2 separate regions of the Sus scrofa genome follow, and region 1 is linked to region 2. The links are chromatin contacts, called in public Hi-C maps. All regions are on one chromosome and are shown on one strand. Each heading gives the region's core, a stretch centred on a gene start, on an enhancer-like site or on the middle of the called end of the contact. The rest is flanking DNA. Distances are from core to core; before and after follow the strand shown.

What was found. Hi-C and Micro-C count contacts between places; a contact is called where the count stands out from the background.
Region 1: a contact with region 2 is called in a Hi-C map of liver, with 2.7 times the contacts expected there. The contact joins two enhancer-like sites. A contact is called at or near these places in 4 of 47 Hi-C or Micro-C datasets (embryonic fibroblasts, epiblast stem cells, liver and 1 more).

Annotation. Positions count from the first base shown.
Region 1 is chr8:113,411,807-113,416,108 of Sscrofa11.1, reverse strand. No RefSeq gene overlaps it. Among named protein-coding and RNA genes, the nearest start is that of OSTC, 33 kb to the left of the region's middle. Within about 2 kb of position 1,523, at least 1 of the 83 cell types and tissues checked has an H3K27ac peak or open chromatin away from gene starts, as enhancers often do. A contact at or near this core is called in liver, where this site is marked.
Region 2 is chr8:112,928,678-112,932,520 of Sscrofa11.1, reverse strand. All of the region lies in intron 2 of COL25A1 (collagen alpha-1(XXV) chain), which reads right to left. Among named protein-coding and RNA genes, the nearest start is that of COL25A1, 64 kb to the right of the region's middle. Within about 2 kb of position 2,085, at least 1 of the 83 cell types and tissues checked has an H3K27ac peak or open chromatin away from gene starts, as enhancers often do. A contact at or near this core is called in liver, where this site is marked.

The sequences.
Region 1 (4,302 bases), core at 274-2,773, 480 kb before region 2:
CATCTTCTATTCTAGTGTGCAAGGCAGATAATACACAAAAGAGGGAAACATGGGTAGATATAGGGAATGTTCAGGAAGGAAAAACAGAAAAGGGGAATGTGCCCTTGGGGGGAGCCTATGGTTTTGATGGGCTAATCGACGAGGGCCTTGCTAAGAAGGCAGCTCTTGAGAAAGTGAGGGAGGGGCTGTGAGGCAATTTGAAGGGAGAGTAGGAAGAGCAAGTAGACAGGCCCTGAGGCCAGAATGGACCCAGCAAGGTCAAGGGCTCAGTAAGGAGGCCCAGAGGCTGGAGCTGAGTCAATAAGAGGGAAAGTCACAGGAGGGAAGAGAGTCAAAGGATAATGTGGGATCACATCATGTTGGGCAGCAAACACTTTGTATTTCATATTTTTTTTGAAAAAAACATTTTAAAAAATTTTTTTTGGGCTGACCAGCAGCATAAGGAAGTTCCCAGGCTAGGGGACAGGGCCAGGAATTGAACCTGCGTCCTCATGGATACTAGTCAGGTTCGTTACTGCTGAGATACAACAGGAACTCCTTGAATTTTTTTTTCTTTTTTTTTTTCTTTTTAAGGTCATACCTGAGGCATATGGAAGTTCCCAGCTTAGGGGTAGAATCAGAGCTGTGCTGCTGGCCTACACTATAGCCACAGAAAGCCCAGATCCAAGCCATGTCTGCCATCTACACCACAGGTCATGGCAACGCTGGATCCCCAACCCACTGAGCAAGGCCAGGGTTGAACCCTCATCTTCATGGATGCTAGTCTGATTCATTTCCACTGCACCACAATGGGAACTCCTAGGAACTCCTCAAATTTTTTTTTTTTTGCTTTTGCTTTTTTTTAGAGCTGTACCTGCGGCATATGGAAGTTCCCAGGTCAGGGGTCAAATCAGAGCTGCAGCTGCCGGTCTCTACCACAGCCACAGCAACACCAGATCCTTAACCCACTGAACGAGGCTGGGGATCGAACCCACATCCTCATGGATCCTAGTTGGGGTTGTTAACCGCTGAGCCATGAAGGGAACGCCTTGAAATTTTTTATTAAAGTATAACAGCATAGCGACCCAGTCAGACATATATATATATATATATATACATACATTCCTTTTCTCATATTGTCTTCCATCATGTTCTATCCCAAGAGACTAGAGATAGTTCCTTGTGTTACACAGAAGTAATTTAAGGTGGCAAGGACTTTGTACTGGAAATGGGATGGGAAGCCATTGGAGTATTTTGAGCAGAAGAGTAACTAAACTTGGCTTATTTTAACAGGATCGGTTTGGCTGCTGTGCTGAGAAAATCCTGAAAGAACAGTTGAAGGGAGCTCAGTTGTGAGGTGAGTTGCAATAACATAAGTGAGACATGATAGTGGATCAGACAAGCCTGGGCAGCCTGGGTGGAGCTAGAGGTAACATATGCTGAGAGAACACCAGGCCCTGGCCATGTCCTGGACGCCACGTGAGGGAAGCATTCAAGGAGAGAGTGATCCACTGGTCAAATGCCCCTGCTAGGTTAGGTGAGATGAGGACTGAGAAGCAGTTGGCAGGTTTGGTGAAGGGGAGGTGCCCTGGTGGCCTGGAAGAGAGTGTGGGAGGCGTGGTGGGGCATTTGTGATGGAGCAAGAGGAAAGGTTGGACCAGCGGGCACATGCAATTCTTTGCCAAAAAAGGGGTGGAGAGCAATGAGTATTAGCTGAAGAGAAAAGTGGGGTTTAAAAGGTTATTTATTAGAAGTTCACGTTGTGGCGAAGTGGTAATGAGCCTGACTAGATCCATGAGGATGTGTGTGGGTTGGATTCCTGGCCTTGTTCACTGGGTCAGAGATCCAGCATTGCATATGTGGCTCAGATCTGCCATTGCTGTGACTGTGCAGCTACAGCTCTGATTCGACCCCAAGCCTGGGAACTTCCACATGCCAAAGGTGCATCCCTGAAAAGCAAATAAATAAAAGGTTATTTACTTATTTATTTATTGGCTGTGCCTGAGGCATTTATAAATTCCTGGTCCAGGGATTGAACTCGCTCCACAGGGGTGACCCAAGCCACTGCAGGGGCAACACTGGATCCTTAACCCACTGTGCCACAAGGGAACTCCAAAAGGTTATTTTCAGATGGGCAAATTAGCAATATACTTGTGTGCTGATGAGAACAATTCAACAGGGAGTGAGATGGATGCTATACATGGCAGAGGGGAGAGTGGCAGGGCAAGGTCCTAAAGTAGGTGAGAGAGGATGCCTGAGCCAGAAGCACACGCGCGTCACCCATCCATAGAGAGCGGAGAGAAGGGAGAATGTGTGTTCAAGAGAAATTGTGCAAGTTTTTCAGCAAGGAAGGAAGTGAGATTGCCCACTGGCTGAGGATGGAGGAAGAGTTGGAGATTTCAGGGGAGAGGAGATAACATGAAACAGCCCTTTCCTGGCAAAAGGAGGAATTGTCTACATGTTAGTAAGTTTATGGGATGGAACGAGTTATCAATGAAGACATTGAAGCATAGATAACATTCATCCGTGTTATGCTGGAGGGAATTCAAGCATCAGAGGATGTAGCGATGGTTGACTATTTCTCTCTCAAGCCTTTAATATTTATTCCTTCAGAAACTTATGTCTGGAAGGATTTGACACATAAAACCACTGGTGTAGCATATAAATATGTAAGTATTTACACACGTATCAATACATATAAGTATTTGTACATATATATACATATATATATATACACACATCCTAATTTACATAAGACTTTCAGAGTTCCATCTCATCAAAACATCAATAAAGGGAGTTCAGGTTGTGGCTCAGCTGGTTAAGAACCCAATTAGTACTTTGAGGATGTGAGTTTGATCCTTGGCCTCCATCAGTGGGTTAAGGATCCAGAGTTGCCGTGAGCTGGGGCATAGGTTGCAGACGCAGCTTGGGTTTGGCATGGCTGTGGCTGGCAGCAAGAGTTCCGATTAGACCCCTAGCCTGGGAACTTCCATATGCTGCGGGTTCAGCCCTAAAAAGACCAAAAAAAAAAAGAAAAAATCAATAAAGTGTTTAACAAAACTCTAAAGATGAAGTAAACTAAATTGGCTAAAATCTGAAAAGTTAAAATTACGAATTCTTATCAAACAGCCTTAAGGGAATGTCTGCTATTTTATAAGCATTGAAAGTCCTCTATAATCTTGCACTGAGAATATTCATACACTCTCAGCACTCAAAGAACTGCTGGGAAATTGCCTCATTAACCTTTATAATACCCTTGTGGGGTCAGCAGGAATTTGATGAGATTTCCATGCTCTATGGTGGGCAAATGGAGACAGGGAGATTTGAAGAAAATTGTAGACATAGCTCAAATATAAGTAAATCTTATGTTGAGTCCTGTGAGAGTCATCAGTTTAGGGGCATGAGAATGAATTAAAATCTATTAATCACCTTAAGATGAGCCAGTCATTTTTAACCTGGATCATAGATCTCAAGAATAGAGTCATGTGGGAAGAAATGATGAGAGTGAAAGGAAGAGAAAAGACAATTTATCGAGCACTTTCTATCTGGGCCTTTTAAACTGTCTCCAGCCAGAGGTGTTGGAGAAGCGAGGACTCATTAGAGAGAGCAAGAAGCATGAGAATAAAAGGACTCCTCTGAACAGAAACAGGAATTCGAGGGTAGCTAAAATGAATGGAAAGAATGGGAATGAGGTGAACTGGAAGAATCTTATATGAGGGGTATAGGGAAGGACAAGTAAAAAAACTGAGCATGTGAAGTCTGGGAAAGCCGAGCTGCCTATAAATCATACGCTCTTATGATCTTGAACTGGAGAGTGTGTTTGAGGTCGGGAGGATTGGGGGATGGAAAGAATCAATAATCTCCTAAAATTTTTAGAGCCTTCCTCGTTTGACACCTAAATGGCCATCTATGGATACTAAGCAGCAGCTAATATTTACTGAGGATTTACCATTGTCGAGGCACTTTTCTTCTTGTCTGAATTGGATCCTTATTCCACATCTATGAGGTAAGTATTGCTATTACACTTGTTTTTGCTGATTAGTAAATTAAGGTACGGAGATAAGGTAACCTGCCCAAAGTTAGTCATTACCTAGAACAGCCTGATAATTTTGTTCAGGAATTTACTGTGAATCTGCCATGATGAACAGCTGCATATTAAGTCCAGAATAAATACCTGCTGAATGAATGAATAAATGAAGCAGCGAATCGATGACCATAGCAGGATGCAGGGCCAGGATGAGACCCAGGCAATGCTCAAAAGTACCCAGAGTTCTAATCGATATATTCTGCCCTCTTTTTTTTTTTTTTTTGTTGTTGTTGTTG
Region 2 (3,843 bases), core at 836-3,335:
TAAAAGGTCATATTGTCTTCACAGCTATAAACCAGACATGTTCCCAAAGGAGACTGTCAGTCCTGGGCTCAGGATGAAGTAAATCTACACTGCTGAATAGAAAAAAGGCTACATTGTTATTTTTTGGTTTTTGTTTTTCAGTGTTCTAAATAACTCCCTGATAAACAGATTCTCTACAAATCTACTTTATTGTTTCAACAACTCTGTCTTCTACACATCTGGAAAGAAGTGTGAATAGTTTCATTAATTAAATAAAAATCATTAATCAGATAAAAACGGTTAGTCCTAATAAGTGAGTGGTTGACTGTATAGATCATGCAGATACATGCATATTGTATTCAGAGAGCTAAATGGTACCACAGGAGCTGATCCTTCTGCCTTCGATTGATATTATACATAAACCAGCTCAAATAGACCAAGGATTAATTCTTGGAGAGATATTTCAGTATCTTTTCTTAAAGATGCTTTAAGTTCATACAATACCCGGAAATTCTTCTTTATTTCCAACCTAAATCCTCTCATACTATAATTTTAAACTCTATGTCATATATAGAAATAAAAATGTAAATGTTATGTTGTTACAGATATTTGTAACCACCTATTAATCAGGCCACCATAGCAGATCTTACTCCAAAATAAATATTACAATTCTAATATATCAATCACAACCAAGTGAGCCTTAATCTTATTCTTAAATTTTTCCTTGGAAATTTGGAGTGCATTTTTACATCAAAACATCAGACATTGTTATTATAAGTCCACCAACAAACTGCACTAATGATGATTCCATGTCATAAATACTGATTTAAAACCCTAAACCCCCAAAGTTAAGGAGTTGGGGGAATTGATGGGTGAGAGTTCCTGACAGCTGGCAGCATCCAAAACCAAGTCAGAAAAGAGTTCTGAGAGAGGGGAACAGGGCTTGTCTCCCCTATCTTGATCTTAATTAATAGGGAAATTAAATTTTATCTTTAATTGGATAGAGATGATGATTCTCCTACAACACTATAAACTCTTTAGTAGGCTCAAAACTCCATGGAACACAGGGAACTGTGTCTTACAATTGTATTTACTAGTAAAGTCTTATTGTATTTATTAATTCAAACATTACAAAATGTATCTAATGGGGCATCAGTAAAGGTATTAAATGATGAAGTCCTCCATATTTATTACTAAATAATGTCTTACAGTCAGGCATATCATACAAACTAGTTTGTAACTAGTGCTAATGTTTATATCAATAAGGATATATGAGTTATATATCTAGGAAGTATACCTATAGCTATACATTTTGCTGTATATATCTCAGAACTTATATAATCCTCTTTCAAGTAAACACCTTAAGGAATCATTTTGATATTTATTTCTTTGTTCTAAACATATTCTGAACTCCTGTTTTGGAATTTTTATTATTGTTAATATCCTTGGTGTTTCCTTATCCTTTAAGAATATATATGACTTTTAGAAATAGTCACGGTTATTCTGAGCCAGGACTTGTGATCATGGTGATGAACCTGATGCATATTATCATTTGTAGTTTAAAAGAAAGAAGGAGAAGGTGCAGGGGAAAAAGCAATCAGACTGGTCTGGGGGTGTTATTGATAAGCTTCTGAAAAAATGAAATGTCAAAAAAAAAAAGTCATTGGAATTGCCCACTAAAATATGCATGGAAGGACATGTGAAAGCTCCATATATGGAGGTCTCCTGAGCAACTGTACTGAAGGAGACAAGGTTTTATATTTCTAACTTTGGCATATATATTTAAATATCTATTACCTCAATTTAATATAACACCCTAGAGTTTTTTTTTTTCATATATTAGGTTTACTTAATTGGTACACTATCTGTACTCCGTTGAGATTTTTTTTTTTAAGCAAAACTATTTCAAGCAAAGAATGTAAATTACTTGACTAAATTATGAGAGAAATTCTGGTTTTCTACCAACTCAGTAGAAGAGTGATTCTTTCAAATTGTAGTGTACCCAGCGTGTTGGTTAAAAAATACAGATAATTGGGCGATACGCCCAGCAAATCTAATGTTATCAGTCTGGAGTAGGTCCCAGTTTTGCAGAAAAACTGCAAACTTCACAATCCCCCAGCTGATCGTAGTGCAGGTGACCTGGGAACCACATGTTGAGGAACACAGCCATCAGCTCTCAGGAAGGTTAGAATCTCCAATCATAAAACCACAGTTGTAGGAGTCAGACAACTGCCTCTAAAATAATCCACAAAGAACTATTAAAAGACAAGCTCGGGCATATTAAAATTTTTAGGAGTTTATTTGAGCAAAATTGATTCTAACTGAGCAAACTGAAAGCAGTTCAGTGAGTTCCATCAACAGAAGCACAGGAGAGACTTAACAGAGAAAAAGTAAAAGTAAAGCAAAGCAATCATCGACTGACTAACTGACTACAGCTTAAAGCCTAGTTGGCTGTTTGTGATGGGTTGTCCTTAGGTTTTGGTTTTGTAACCTTGAGGCATTTATGGGCTTGGATTTTTGGTTTGCTTTCATAGGCTGCCCATGGCATCAGAGCCACCTTGGTTTAATTAATTTAACAGAACTGTTTTCAGTGAAATAAATGTTTAATATTAACTTGCCTACAGAAAAATAGCAAAGATTTATGAAAAGCACCATTCAATCCCTATAGAACACACTAAACTAATATGTTCAATGTTAATCAAGTTCATTTCCTATCAATCCGAAGGGAAAAGCTCAGGACTTCCTTCCTTCCTTTTTTAGGCCATCAGGGTGAAGTCTACCAAGGCTTTTCCTATAGTGTGAAAACTTGCTCTGCACTTTAAAGTTCCCTTTCCTATCCAGAGACCAAATATGGTAGGACCATCATCCCTTTATATGCAGAGTCCACTAAAGTTTGTAGCGCTGGAATTCCTGATAGTTCAGTAGCTGAGTAGGCTGTAAGGAAGACTTTTTCTGTTGATGAATAGCCTATCTTGGGGTTACTTGCATAGTTCTTGAAACAAAATCTCTTGTAAAAGCCCAACTGCATAATTAACCAAAATGTCATTTTTATACAAATAATCAACAATTTACAATATAGGTCTAAAGACATCGTAAAATTTGAAAGCTAGAATGAACAAAATTGTACAAGAGTAATGCCAATATCTCAAAGGAAATCCCCAGAGAAGCATCTGACAAAACCATAAAATAGCTTTAAGTTATTTAAAGTGGGGTTCCTCTTCCCCTTAAGAAAAATTGATTTCAAAATAGCTACATTTGAAAAATCATCCTAATAATTTTAGAGGCATTTTGTTGTGACTCTAACTATAGTCTATTCTTGTTATTTACAGTAGTTAAGTTGTATAAAATCACCACAAACATTCAATTAGCAAATTAATGGAAATACAGGGTTAGGTTCCTGTGAGCCTTTGATTCACATCATTTTTGTCAACTGCTCAATATATAACTTTGTTTTATGAGCATTTCTGTGTAAAGGTAACTTATTTCATAGATATTTCTGATTCATTAATGTTGGACACATGGGCAACACTGCTAGCACTCATGACTGAGTGAGTTTAACACATAATTTCTCCATAAGGCATATCACCACCTCCTTGTGCTTAGGAACACTAGACAGCACTTCAGACTCTACTTAGAGTCTTATCAAACCATGAAACAACCAACAAAAAACACAACAGTACCAAGACACGTGGCACCAAATAGACCACCAAAGAAAACTTGTTTGCTGTTTAAGAGCTGAACCAAGATAGCCAGCCAGCGCCCTGCTGGTCTTCATATGGAAAGGTGAGCTTTGGGCAACTCAAATTTTTCATCACTCTGTTGCATGTGCATGAGTAATGGCAAAAATGCCATGGTATTGATCTG